Regions from separate parts of the Podarcis muralis genome. Here region 2 is linked to region 1. A link is a contact called in public Hi-C data. All regions are on one chromosome and are shown on one strand. The core of a region is the stretch at or near the end of the contact, and the rest is flanking DNA. Distances in the headings are between cores, read along the strand shown.

Region 1 (5,549 bases), core at 1,719-4,218:
CTATTAAAGACTCTTATCATTTAGTGTGGTCCTCCTTAACATGGGCAAATAGATTAAAATGGAAATCATATACTCCACAATGTACACATGGTTAAAATATAGACCTTCACGATTTTTACAAGAATGAATTAGGATGCATCCAAAACATTCAATTTATTGTAATAGGTTTTAATGAAGAAACTTGCATTTGTTTTTTTTATCTTGTGAACCACTCTGAGATCTTCAGAAAAATGGCAGTATATAAAGTTAATATAACAACAACACTTTCTGAATCCTGATTTTACCCTCTACAACCCTTTGTGCATGATAATAAGATAGGAAATTCATTGAATGTTGAATGTGTTATTAAGGTTGTTTGTTTGCTTGCTTGCTTGTTTTCCTATCCTTAGGTCATCTAACCAACTGATTGGCTCTTTGTGTGTGTTTATGAAATTATTCTGAAGATATGAAATTCAATAAATGTTGAGTGTTTAGTTTTGTTGTTGTTTTGTCCTAGCCTTATGTCATCGAGTATCCCACTGACCACTTTCATTGGTGATTCCATTCCACTGGAGATAATCTGCAAATTTTGGTGGTCATAGCAGCCAGCCTCTGTCAGCACTAGTAAAAGCCAGGTAGTCAGAGACACGCCTGATTTCCGCTTAAATCCAAGGCTGTGGTTATGGGAGAATCAAGACCAGGCTTCTTCAACCTCGGCCCTCCAAATGTTTTGAGACTACAATTCCCATCATCCCTGACCACTGGTCCTGCTAGCTAGGGATCATGGGAGTTGTAGGCCAAAAAAATCTGGAGGGCCGAGGTTGAGGAAGCCTGATCAAGACCCTCTTGGGTTGTTATTGCTGTGAAACGCTCCATCACAGATTCAGGTTGTATATATGTGTAAATAAACCAGTATATCATAAAGACACCACAGTCTCTGCTGTGCCTCATTCCAAAGGAAACACGGACCGTGGATAAGTGCCTGGAACCTCGGGAATCTTACACCGCTCAGAGACTGGGGTGGCATGCAACAATGTTGTTTAAGTAGCTCCTGGCTGCTTCTCCTGACCATTGGCCCCACTGGAACTGGCCCTTTAATGTTTTCTGTACTGCTTTTGGCCCAAACCCATATGCTCTATAGCTATACCCACTCCACTGCTTGTCCTTTTCCTCAGTTTTATCAATCCAATTAGTAAACATGTGCTTTTGCACACACAAAAGGAAATTGCAATTAACATTTAAAAGTTCATTGCCCACATCCTGCCTCTTGGTGGAGGTGGGGGGAACTAGAAGTGCAGTAGAGGATTAAATAGTTGGAACTTTTATTTTAAAATGACTCTCCTAATTGGGGGGGGGGGATAGCAGCATATGGGTTGTCATTTCAATAAGGTTTGTGGAACAAAGAGCTGGTCTTAAGCTGCTTTCTAGTTCGAAACAATATCTAAGAGTGTCTTTCTCTTGCTCATTTCAAAGCTAATTGGGGTCTGCTGGAAAAAAGGAAAAGCAAACATGATCAGCTGAAGGCATTTTGCAAAAAACAATCCTTGGTGTTTGTGTTTTGAGTGGTGTGGAGAGAGTTTGGAGTATGGAAAGTGAAGGGAAACAAAGTGGGTTAAAGTGAGCTTAAAATGGCAGTTGGGGTGGAAATGGTGCTAATTGACACCATTAGCTGGATGGAACAAGTCTAGGCTTAACTATTTGAACACATATCTTAGTATGCTACACTTGCATGGTGTTTTTAAGCGTGAATGATACAAATTCAGGATAAAATGTCTAGTATGGAAGCAGATTGGGTTAGCCTGAGTGAGGATGCCACGCTCAACTCTTACTCAGTATTATAATATTTTACATTTCATTTTGTAGGGTAATTAAATTGTTGTTTTGAATCTTGTCACCTGCCACACATCTCTTTTCTGGCATGGATTGGAAATATAAATAAACGAAACCAACAAATGTTTATAGTACTTTAAAGACTAACAAAGTGATTTCAGCATAAGCTTTCATGGACCAGAGACCACTTTCTCAAATGAAGGGGCGGGGGACAACCCAGTGAGCATTTTCTGAAATCTTAAAACCACCACTACTCACCAGCAGATGTCACTGTTTAACAGTTTGTTGGTGTTCCAGTTGTACCACTATTACTTTATATTTTACCATTATGTGGATGAGACAAATGTTTCCTTGTTTTTTTAGCAATATTTCAAAGTGGCTGTGGGATAGCTGGACCTTCCCAGGAATTTGCATTAGGCACCACATAGCTCCAGCGGCAAACTTCAACCTCTGCTGCCACCAGCCTCTTCCCTTTGGCACCCTGTTTCTTTCAGCTGCTCACGGAGAAGTCCTTTTGCAGCAAGGTGATGCCAAGTAATGCTTGCTTGCCCCTCTCCCAAACGATCTTCAAAATGGCCCGGTGCACTTCTTGCTAGCTTCCACCACCATTATCATACTGCAATAGGACATATATATATATGAGGAAGTGTTCGCACATGGTCTATACGCCACACTGCCTGCTTATGCATTGACGCAGCTGTGATAAATCTCGAACCTCTGGATAGGGGCATGTCGCAGGTACAAAAGCATCACCTAAAAAATATAGAAAATGGCTGGTTCCTGACTTGATTTCAAGGTCAGCTTAGCCGGGGCGCATCCCGCTTTGCTACGTGGGTCGGTTCCTGTTTCCAGGACAAGTGATTCCCCACCCTTCCCCAATCTTTGCACTTCTAGGTTCGCTAACTGATCGGTTTGTAGATTTAAAACATTTGCACATCGCTAGATATAGATTTCGGGCCAGTGCACCCCCAGGGCAAAAGCAACCTCTGCCCATAAGGTTTGACGGCTAAACCGTTTCAGGTCAAGGGCGCTGCAGTTCCCGAAAGTTGCACTCTGCACCAGCTCAGAAGCTCTTGGCCTAAGGTGCTAGCATTTTCCCAGTCGAGAAGCGAGCCTGAACCGTGGGACGGGAGGCGCGGCCTCCTTGGCAACGCCTCGCCGGCGGCGGTTGCTAGGGTCGCTGGAACAGGAAGCGCTTCCTAGAGTGATCAGAAGCACTTCCGGGGGCTGAGGCTCGGCTGCAGGTAAGGGTTACGCTTTGGTGGGGCAGAAGGAGTGGGGCGAGGCGCCTAGGAGAACTTTGTGCGGGAATGGGGGGCGGGGCGGGGGGGGGAGGTTTCCAGCTCCACGCCTGCGGTGAAAGGGGGTGGGGGAGAAAAGAAAAGCTCTTCTGTTTTTAGGCGATGCATGCAACTCGGTGCAAACCGGACACCAAAGCTACGTTTGCATTAAATCGCCGCCAGGTATCATAGAATTGTATAGTTGGATGGGACCCTGAGGATCATCTAGTCAGTGCAGCCCTCTGCAATGCAGGAAATTGCAATTGTCCCATACAGGGATCGAACCTGCACCCTTGGCGTTACCAGCACCATGCTCTAACCCCACTAAGCTATATTAATATTGTTATTGTTATTAATTTCCATCCCTACCTCTTTCTCTTTCCTAACTGCCTTAAAAGTGCCGCTTTCCCTGTCCACAGAATAACTAGCAATTAGTTTGGTTCTTTCACAGAGGTTGAAAGAGGGGAAGTAGGTCATGAAATGTTATTTTATTGCTTCAGTGTTCTTTCTTTCTTTCTTTCTCTTTCTTTCTTTCTTTTTAAAAATGTACCCTCTGGAAATGGGGAGTGGGTTTAGGACAGTGGAAGCAAACGTGCTGCTGCACCAGGAGGCACAGGCAAGGCATCAAAAATATTTCCCTTGGAGCCTTTCATGGGATCAGTGGGAGCGTTTTCCAAAATGGGGTTTTCAACTTGACAGTTCTGATAGCAAACAAATGTAGCGTTTGAAGTTGGTGGGAAGGAAGTCACACAGATTTTTCTACTCAGACATAAAAATCATCCTTCTAGCTTAAGTTGAAATGAAACTATCCTGCTAGCAGAGAAACACGCACAGGAACATAGAGGTCCTGTCTTATACCAGGTCAGGCTTTTTGCTCACCATGCCTAGTATATTCTATTCCTGACTGGCGGCAACTTCGCAGATTGATTGTATTTCTGTGCTGCTTTTCATTCAAATGAATCTCAAAGCCACTTACAAACAATAAATAGCACTTAATAAATAACGTTTGTTCTTTTCGTTGCAAAAGCAGAAAAGCGGAAATTGTTGAAGGTGGACTTGTGGACTTGTGCAATGGCTGCTGAGCTGGACTTCTCACCTCCTGAAATCCCAGAGCCTACGTTCATGGAGAACATCCTGCACTATGGCCTCTTCTTTGGTGCCATTTTCCAACTCATCTGCGTACTGGCCATTATCCTTCCCATTCCAAAGACACACAAAATGGTAAGGCGTTCTTATCTGCAGATCGAAAAAGTGAAATTGCTCATTCTGCAGCCTGGTAATTTAAAAAGGATATTGACAAACTGGAAGGTGTCCAGAGGAGGGGGGTGACAAAGATGGTGAGGTCTCTGGAGGTCACGTCATATGCAGAAAGGTTGAAGGAGTTGGGTGTGTTTAAAATAATAAAAAATAATAATAATAATTTTATTATTTATACCCCGCCCATCTGGCTGGGCATCCCCAACCACTCTGGGCGGCTTCCAAAAAATATTAAAATACTGTAATACATCAAACATTAAAAGCTTCCCTAAACAGGGCTGCCTTCAAATGTCTTCTAAAAGTCTGGTAGTTGTTGTTCTCTTTGACATCTGGTCAATGAGAACATCTGGCTTTTTCACATCTGGTCAAAGGTCATCTTTGACATCTGGTCAAAGGCGATTGGAAAGCCATCTTCAGATATTTGAAAGGGTATTGCACAAGATGGTAGAGCAAATATGTTTTTATGTTGCTCCAGAGGAGATCACAAAAAAACTTAAAATTACAAGATCCAGGATTTCTGCTTAGCACTAAGAAAACCTTCCTGATGGCGTGAGACTACAGTGGTGCCTCGCAAGATGAAATTAATTCGTTCCGCGAGTTTTGTCATTTTGCGATTTTTTTCGTCTTGCGAAGCATGGTGTCGGGAAAGTTTTGGAAAAGCTTCAAAAATCACCAAAGTCTTTAAAAACCTCAAAAAAGACTACCACACCGCGTTCTATGAGTTGCTCCTCGAAGTCAAGTCGCAACTGTATTAACGGTGTTAAGAAAAAGGAAACAAACTTGCAAGACGTTTCCGTCTTGCAAAGCAAGCCCATAGGGAAAATCGTCTTGCAAAGCAGCTCAAAAAACAAAAAACCCTTTCGTCTAGTGAGTTTTTTTGTCTTGCGAGGCATTCGTCTTGCGAGGTACCACTGTACCTTGGAAGATACTTTTTTTAAGCAGAGGATGGAGGTCTACCTATTGAGGATGCTATAGCAACATATTTTCTTCACCAGCAAGGAGTAGGACAAATGGCCTTTGAGATCCCCTCCTGTTCTTTGTCCATCCAGTCTCTGATTAAAAATATCTGATTAAGGATTGTCAATACCTTCTGAGGCTCATTGTCTCACTGTCAAGCAGCTCAAATCAGACTAGCATTTAGTTTAAATCCAGTTTCCTTTTCATTTGAAGCCATTGGTTCTGTTCCCACCCTCTGAAGCAATA
Region 2 (5,549 bases), core at 986-3,485, 160 kb after region 1:
GGCAACGGCTGCCAAAATCAAGGATTGCCTTGACTCCAGAACACAGGAAAGTTTTACCAAGCAGATTCTGCCATTTCTGCAATCCATTTAGTTTTGAAGTATTCCTACTTTTAAATATTTGGTGCCAACTGTGCATGGGGTCCTATACAGGACATAGACAGTGATCAGAAAGGAAGTTACTATGCATAAGGACAATAATTTATTTGGGGGGGGGGGCAGCAGCAGCTAGTGGTGGAGCTATGGAGCTCAGCACTGGTGCTGTTGCAGTTTAACTGGACAGTGCTAGGGTGGGGCATGACAGCAATGAGGTTGGGGCTACACAGATGCATTGACAAAGCTACGCTGGTGCTCCCATCAGTTCATCTGTGTGGCTCAGACTAGCTGTCACTCTGCTCTATGTCCACACCAGGCATAGGCAAACTCGGCCTTCCAGATGTTTTGGGACTACAACTCCCATCATCCCTAGCTAACAGGACCAGTGGTCAGGGATTATGGGAGCTGTAGTCCCAAAACATCTGGAGGGCTGAGTTTGCCTATGCCTGGTCCACAACATCCAGGTAAGGTGCACCGCTACTGGCACTGGCGGGGGGTGGGGGGGAGAACTTGCAGCCCTTGGCCTAATACCATGCATGCATGGCCATGAGAGGTGGAAATAGGGAGAGGAGGAGGAGGGATGGCAAAAAAGAGAGAAAAAACAGGGCAGAGGAAAAGAGAAGAGTAGTGCCACACCCACTGTTCATTCAGGCCCGCCCACTACTGGCATTTAGTTTCTGACAGATCACACACAATGGAATTTGGTCAACTGAAAAAAGACTCACCACCCCTGATTTAATAAGAGAGTAATATTTTAGGATTAGGCAACTACTGTTACTTGGCAACATCAGACCATGGTCTTCTAGTGACAGTCCACCCTCCTCCTTTCATCACTGCCCTGCCAGATGCCTCTAAACAGCACACAGGCAATATATGAAAATGTTGCTCTTCTCCAGCACCTGGTACATCAAGGTTCCATTTAACTATCATGGCCAACAGGCACTGACAGACACACAGGTTTGTCTATTCATTTTTGTTTTTTTAAAAAACCCATTTAAATACACATGCACACACATACCTTAAAAGTTACAATTTAATTTGTGTTTTAAATGACATCTATGCAGCTGTAGTATACTGGCATGCTGCTGTTTATCTTACTTCCCATGAGAGCTACTTGAGCCATTTCTTTTGAATGGGAAAGCAGTATTTAAGCCTCAACCTTCATGTCTTGCAGCCCCTTCAGATACCATTGCAGCCCCCAGCACCACTGATTATCACCTACGCTGGCTGCGGGCTGATGGGAGTCCCAACAACCCCTGGAAGGCCACGAATTCTCCACCAGCTAGAGAGCGGGCTTAATAATCCAAGCGCACAGCGGGGAATTCGATATGCCAGAGGTTGCTAACCTGTGCGTGGCCCTCCAGATGCTGCTGAACTCCCAATTCCCACCAGGCTCTGTCAGCACATCCAAGGGGCCAGGAGTCCACAGGGCAACGACACCTGGAGGGTCCACGATGTTAGAATTCCTGGAACTCCTGACACACAACACCTGACACGAGCCGATCATCACTTTTAAAGGGGGGGGGGGGGAGGGCAAAGAAGCAATTCATTTGGTCCACCCCTGAACCCCGACACACCGCATGTCAATTTTCACTGGACGCAGAGCGGGCGGAGAGGGGGCAGGATCGGCGCCTGGGCCGTGTCCGGCCCACACCTGTGGCCACGGCGGAGCTCCCAATGAGGAGGCCTCGGTTCAAAAACACCCGTGGGGGGATTGAGGGGGTGGCGCTCCCCATGGGGCACAAAAGACGAGGCTGGGGATGGGGAGAAGCGAACAGAAAGGAGGCAGACATTCAGCGGGGGGCGCTGCGGATTCCTCGCCGCCCCCCACGGCCGAACCCTCGCGGGCTCCTCGTTGGGGTTCGGAAAAACGGCACTTCCCCACCCCCACCCCGAGGGACGGTTCCACCCTCAGAGCTGACGCGCGGAGCAGAACCACCCCGGCAGGAGCTGCCCCCTCTACCGCCAAGACATTCCCTCAGGCGATCCCTTCTGCGTCCCCCTCAGCCGCATTACCTGCGCTCCTCGCCATAGCGCTGCCTCGCCGCTGGGCCGCTCTCCCTCCCTCCCTACCCGACGCCCTCGGCCCTGTCTCTGCGTCTGTCACTCCCCGCAGGACCCCTCCTCCTCTCCAACTGCCCACTCAGGACCAGAGCCGGGCCGCCCTCGCCGCTGCCTCCTTTCAAGGCACAAGCAGCGCTGCACACCCACTACCCCTTACCGAAGGGCTGGGCGGCCTGCTTTAAAAACGGGTCTTGTTGCGTTCGGCGAGCCGGCGCCGGGTCGCCGGCTGAACCGTCTCGTTGTGTTTGAAACAGGCATTGAAGTAGACAGCCCTTTCAGTTGGGCTCTAGCCCGTCGGCGTAACGGCGCCGAGCGGGCCTACCGCCTGGCTCGGCAATTCCACGATGATGAATATGCAATAAGGGGGCGGGGCCCGGACTTGGTTGCCGGCAGGAGGGCGGCTCGTGCGCGAGACGGGCAGCCGAAGTTGGTTCCTCGTGTTTACACGGGTGCGGAAGCAGCAGCCTGAGTAAGCAGCCGAAGTTTCTGCTCCTGCCCTCCCAGAAAAATAATTTTGTTACCCAGAGCCTGGGCCCAGGATGGATTCCGACCACTTCAGGAGGCTTCAGATGGTGCTTTGGAATGCTTTTTTCAAATTATTTTTTATTAATCTTCCAAATGATTACAAATCAAACCAAATTACTTTTTATTACAATTTCTTAAAATCAGGTTTCCCGCTCCTGTTGCAAACATATGTTGATCATTTCCTCTCTAGCCGCATCATCTGCATTTGAATGCTTCTGTTGTCTGTGCCAACCCCCCCCCCCTTGCCGCCCCCCCCCCAAGTGAATCGACACGGTTCTAACCAAGCCATCTCTCTGCCTGGCGCGCTCCTGTTCTGGTTGCTGAAGCTTTATGAAGCGGGAAGCGATGGGAAACGCGGTACCTGCAGTCTGGAGTGCTGCAAACGCTCCCTCACACCCGTATCTATAAGCGAGAGAGCGTGGACCCGTGATTTCCTGTTCCCGGTTTTGTAGAACAGCATCCCCTTTTGAGAAGCAACGGGCACCCGCTGTACTGTATATAGTTTTCAGAAGCAATTGGAAGATATTCGGGTTTCAGTAGACTTTTCAAACTGGCTGAATTATTCTTTTTAAGGTCTTTCTGCCTCCGGTGCCCCCCCCCCGCATGTTTAAAAAACCCTATTTTTATTGTATGCTTGCAAGTCAGGTTGCAAAAAGCATGTGAGAAAAGCCACCATCATTGCACATCGTATAGATGAGCTAAATATTTTTGCTGCCTCTGCTATCAGACAAGAATGCTGATGTCAGCTGCTATGGTAACACCAATACACCTGCGGTGGGGGCATGTTTATGCAATGTGAGAAGCCTTCAGGTGAGTTCTTGTTTTTAGGCTACTCAGCAGCTCCAGATCAGCACAGTAGAGAACATAGGCAGCAGCTGCTTGATCTGCAACAGGGCGATGGCAATGAAAGCAGATGGCGATGAAAATAGTGCAATATTCTACCCCAGGTAAGTCAGTACAGTGGTACCTCGGGTTACATATGCTTCAGGTTACATACGCTTCAGGTTACAGACTCCGCTAACCCAGAAATAGTACCTCGGGTTAAGAACTTTGCTTCAGGATGAGAACAGAAATCGCACGGCGGTGCAGCCGCAGCTGGAGGCCCCATTAGCTAAAGTGGTGCTTCAGGTTAAGAACAGTTTTAGGTTAAGAACGGACCTCCGGAACCAATCAAGTACGTAACCAGAGGTACCACTGTATAATAAAACACACAGCAGGGTACCTTTCTGTCAGCTTCTCACATTTAGGTTTGTGCACTACTGTACCTAAACCCAAGGGACGCGGGTAGCGCTATGGGTAAAAGCCTCAGCGCCTAGGGCTTGCCGATCGAAAGGTCGGTGGTTCGAATCCCCGCGGCGGGGTGCACTCCCATTGCTCAGTCCCAGTGCCTGCCAACCTAGCAGTTTGAAAGCACCCCTGGGTGCAAGTAGATAAATAGGGACCGCTTACTGGCGGGAAGGTAAACGGCATTTCCGTGTGCTGCGCTGGCTCGCCAGGTGCAGCTTTGTCACGCTGGCCACATGACCCGGAAGTGTCTCCGGACAGCGCTGGCCCCCAGCCTCGAGTGAGATGGGCGCACAACCCTAGAGTCTGTCAAGACTGGCCCGTACGGGCAGGGTACCTTTACCTTTACTACTGTACCAACCAGGAGCACCCAATCAGATTTGCCTTTTCCAGACTGCTGAATCTTCACCATGGCAAAAGACATGGGCATTCAAGTCTTGCAACATTTCTGCACAGCCTATGCTGCAAACCTACACGCTTCCCTGTGAGTAGGTTCCATTGAACTCAATGGTATGCATGCACTTCATCGTAGGACTCAGCCTTGTGCATGAATACTAGCTGGATTGTAAAATGCATGTGCTAAAAAATGTTAAGAGTCCCCAAGATAAATATATATTTATGGTGGAAAACAATAGGGTTGGGGAAGGGCTATAGGTCAGTGCTGGATCAGATGCTTTGCATGCAGAAGGACACAGGTTGAACCCCTGTCAGGTACAGGTAAGGTTGGTAAACATCCTTCTCTGAAATCCTTAATAGTCAATGCCAGTGTACAACAGAATGCTGAGAAAGATGCAGCAAGTCAGACTTTGTATAAAGCAGTTTCCTGTGTTCCACAAATGTTACTTATGACAGTGATTTAGGAACACCTGCTGGTTAGGAGGAGACACTGCACACAACTAGAAAAAGAGCAGAAAAAAAGGCATTAAATCAGAGATAGTTGTACCTTGGTTCTCAAACGCCTTGGTACTCGAACGTTTTGGCTCCTGAACACCGCAAACCTGGAAGTGAGTGTTCCAGTTTGCGAACGTTTTTTGGAAGCCAAACACCTGACACAACTTCTGATTGAGTAGTTTTCTCAAACCGTTTCGGGAGCCATGAATGGGCTTGCTATATGTCACAGTGTGCCAGTTAGTAATCACACAGTTCACAAAGGAGTTAACTTTTTATTACCAAAACAAAACAAAACCACGATCTCCACAGACTTGGCTAAGTGTCAGCACAACAGCTCATTCCCATTGGTCTTCCTCCATGAAATCAGTTGCCGAGACTGAAAGTTCCCACCTTCCCACAGCTCTTTTAAGTCCCCTCCTCCTCTCCAGGGGTTTCCCCAAGCAATCAGAGACTGCGCCTACACGCAGCCTATCGCTGCTCAAACCATTTCAGCCCTCTCCTGGTTCTGGGAGACAGGGAGGTGGGCAGCTTGTCGCAGGAGGGGGAGATACCTGCGACTCTTCACCAGCCTGACTCATCTCTGTCTCTAGGCCTCCCTCTTCCCACTCACCTGCTTTATCTTCTGCTGATTCTTGACTTCTCTCTGCCACAGACTCCCCCAGTTCACTAAGCCCTGTTACCCCGTCATAATC

What was found. Hi-C and Micro-C count contacts between places; a contact is called where the count stands out from the background.
Region 2: a contact with region 1 is called in a Hi-C map of tail, with 3 times the contacts expected there. The contact joins the promoter of BLCAP here to the promoter of MANBAL in region 1. A contact is called at or near these places in 2 of 3 Hi-C or Micro-C datasets (blood and tail).

What each region holds. Positions count from the first base shown.
Region 1 is chr5:78,619,434-78,624,982 of rPodMur119.hap1.1, forward strand. It overlaps MANBAL (mannosidase beta like), which reads left to right and starts at 2,969. Exons shown (of 3, transcript XM_028735017.2): 1 at 2,969-3,053; 2 at 4,117-4,310. The coding sequence starts at 4,161.
Region 2 is chr5:78,777,310-78,782,858 of rPodMur119.hap1.1, forward strand. It overlaps BLCAP (BLCAP apoptosis inducing factor), which reads right to left and starts at 2,236. Exons shown (of 3, transcript XM_028735028.2): 1 at 2,110-2,236. PIGT (phosphatidylinositol glycan anchor biosynthesis class T) reads right to left here. Exons shown (of 12, transcript XM_077929255.1): 12 at 5,116-5,549.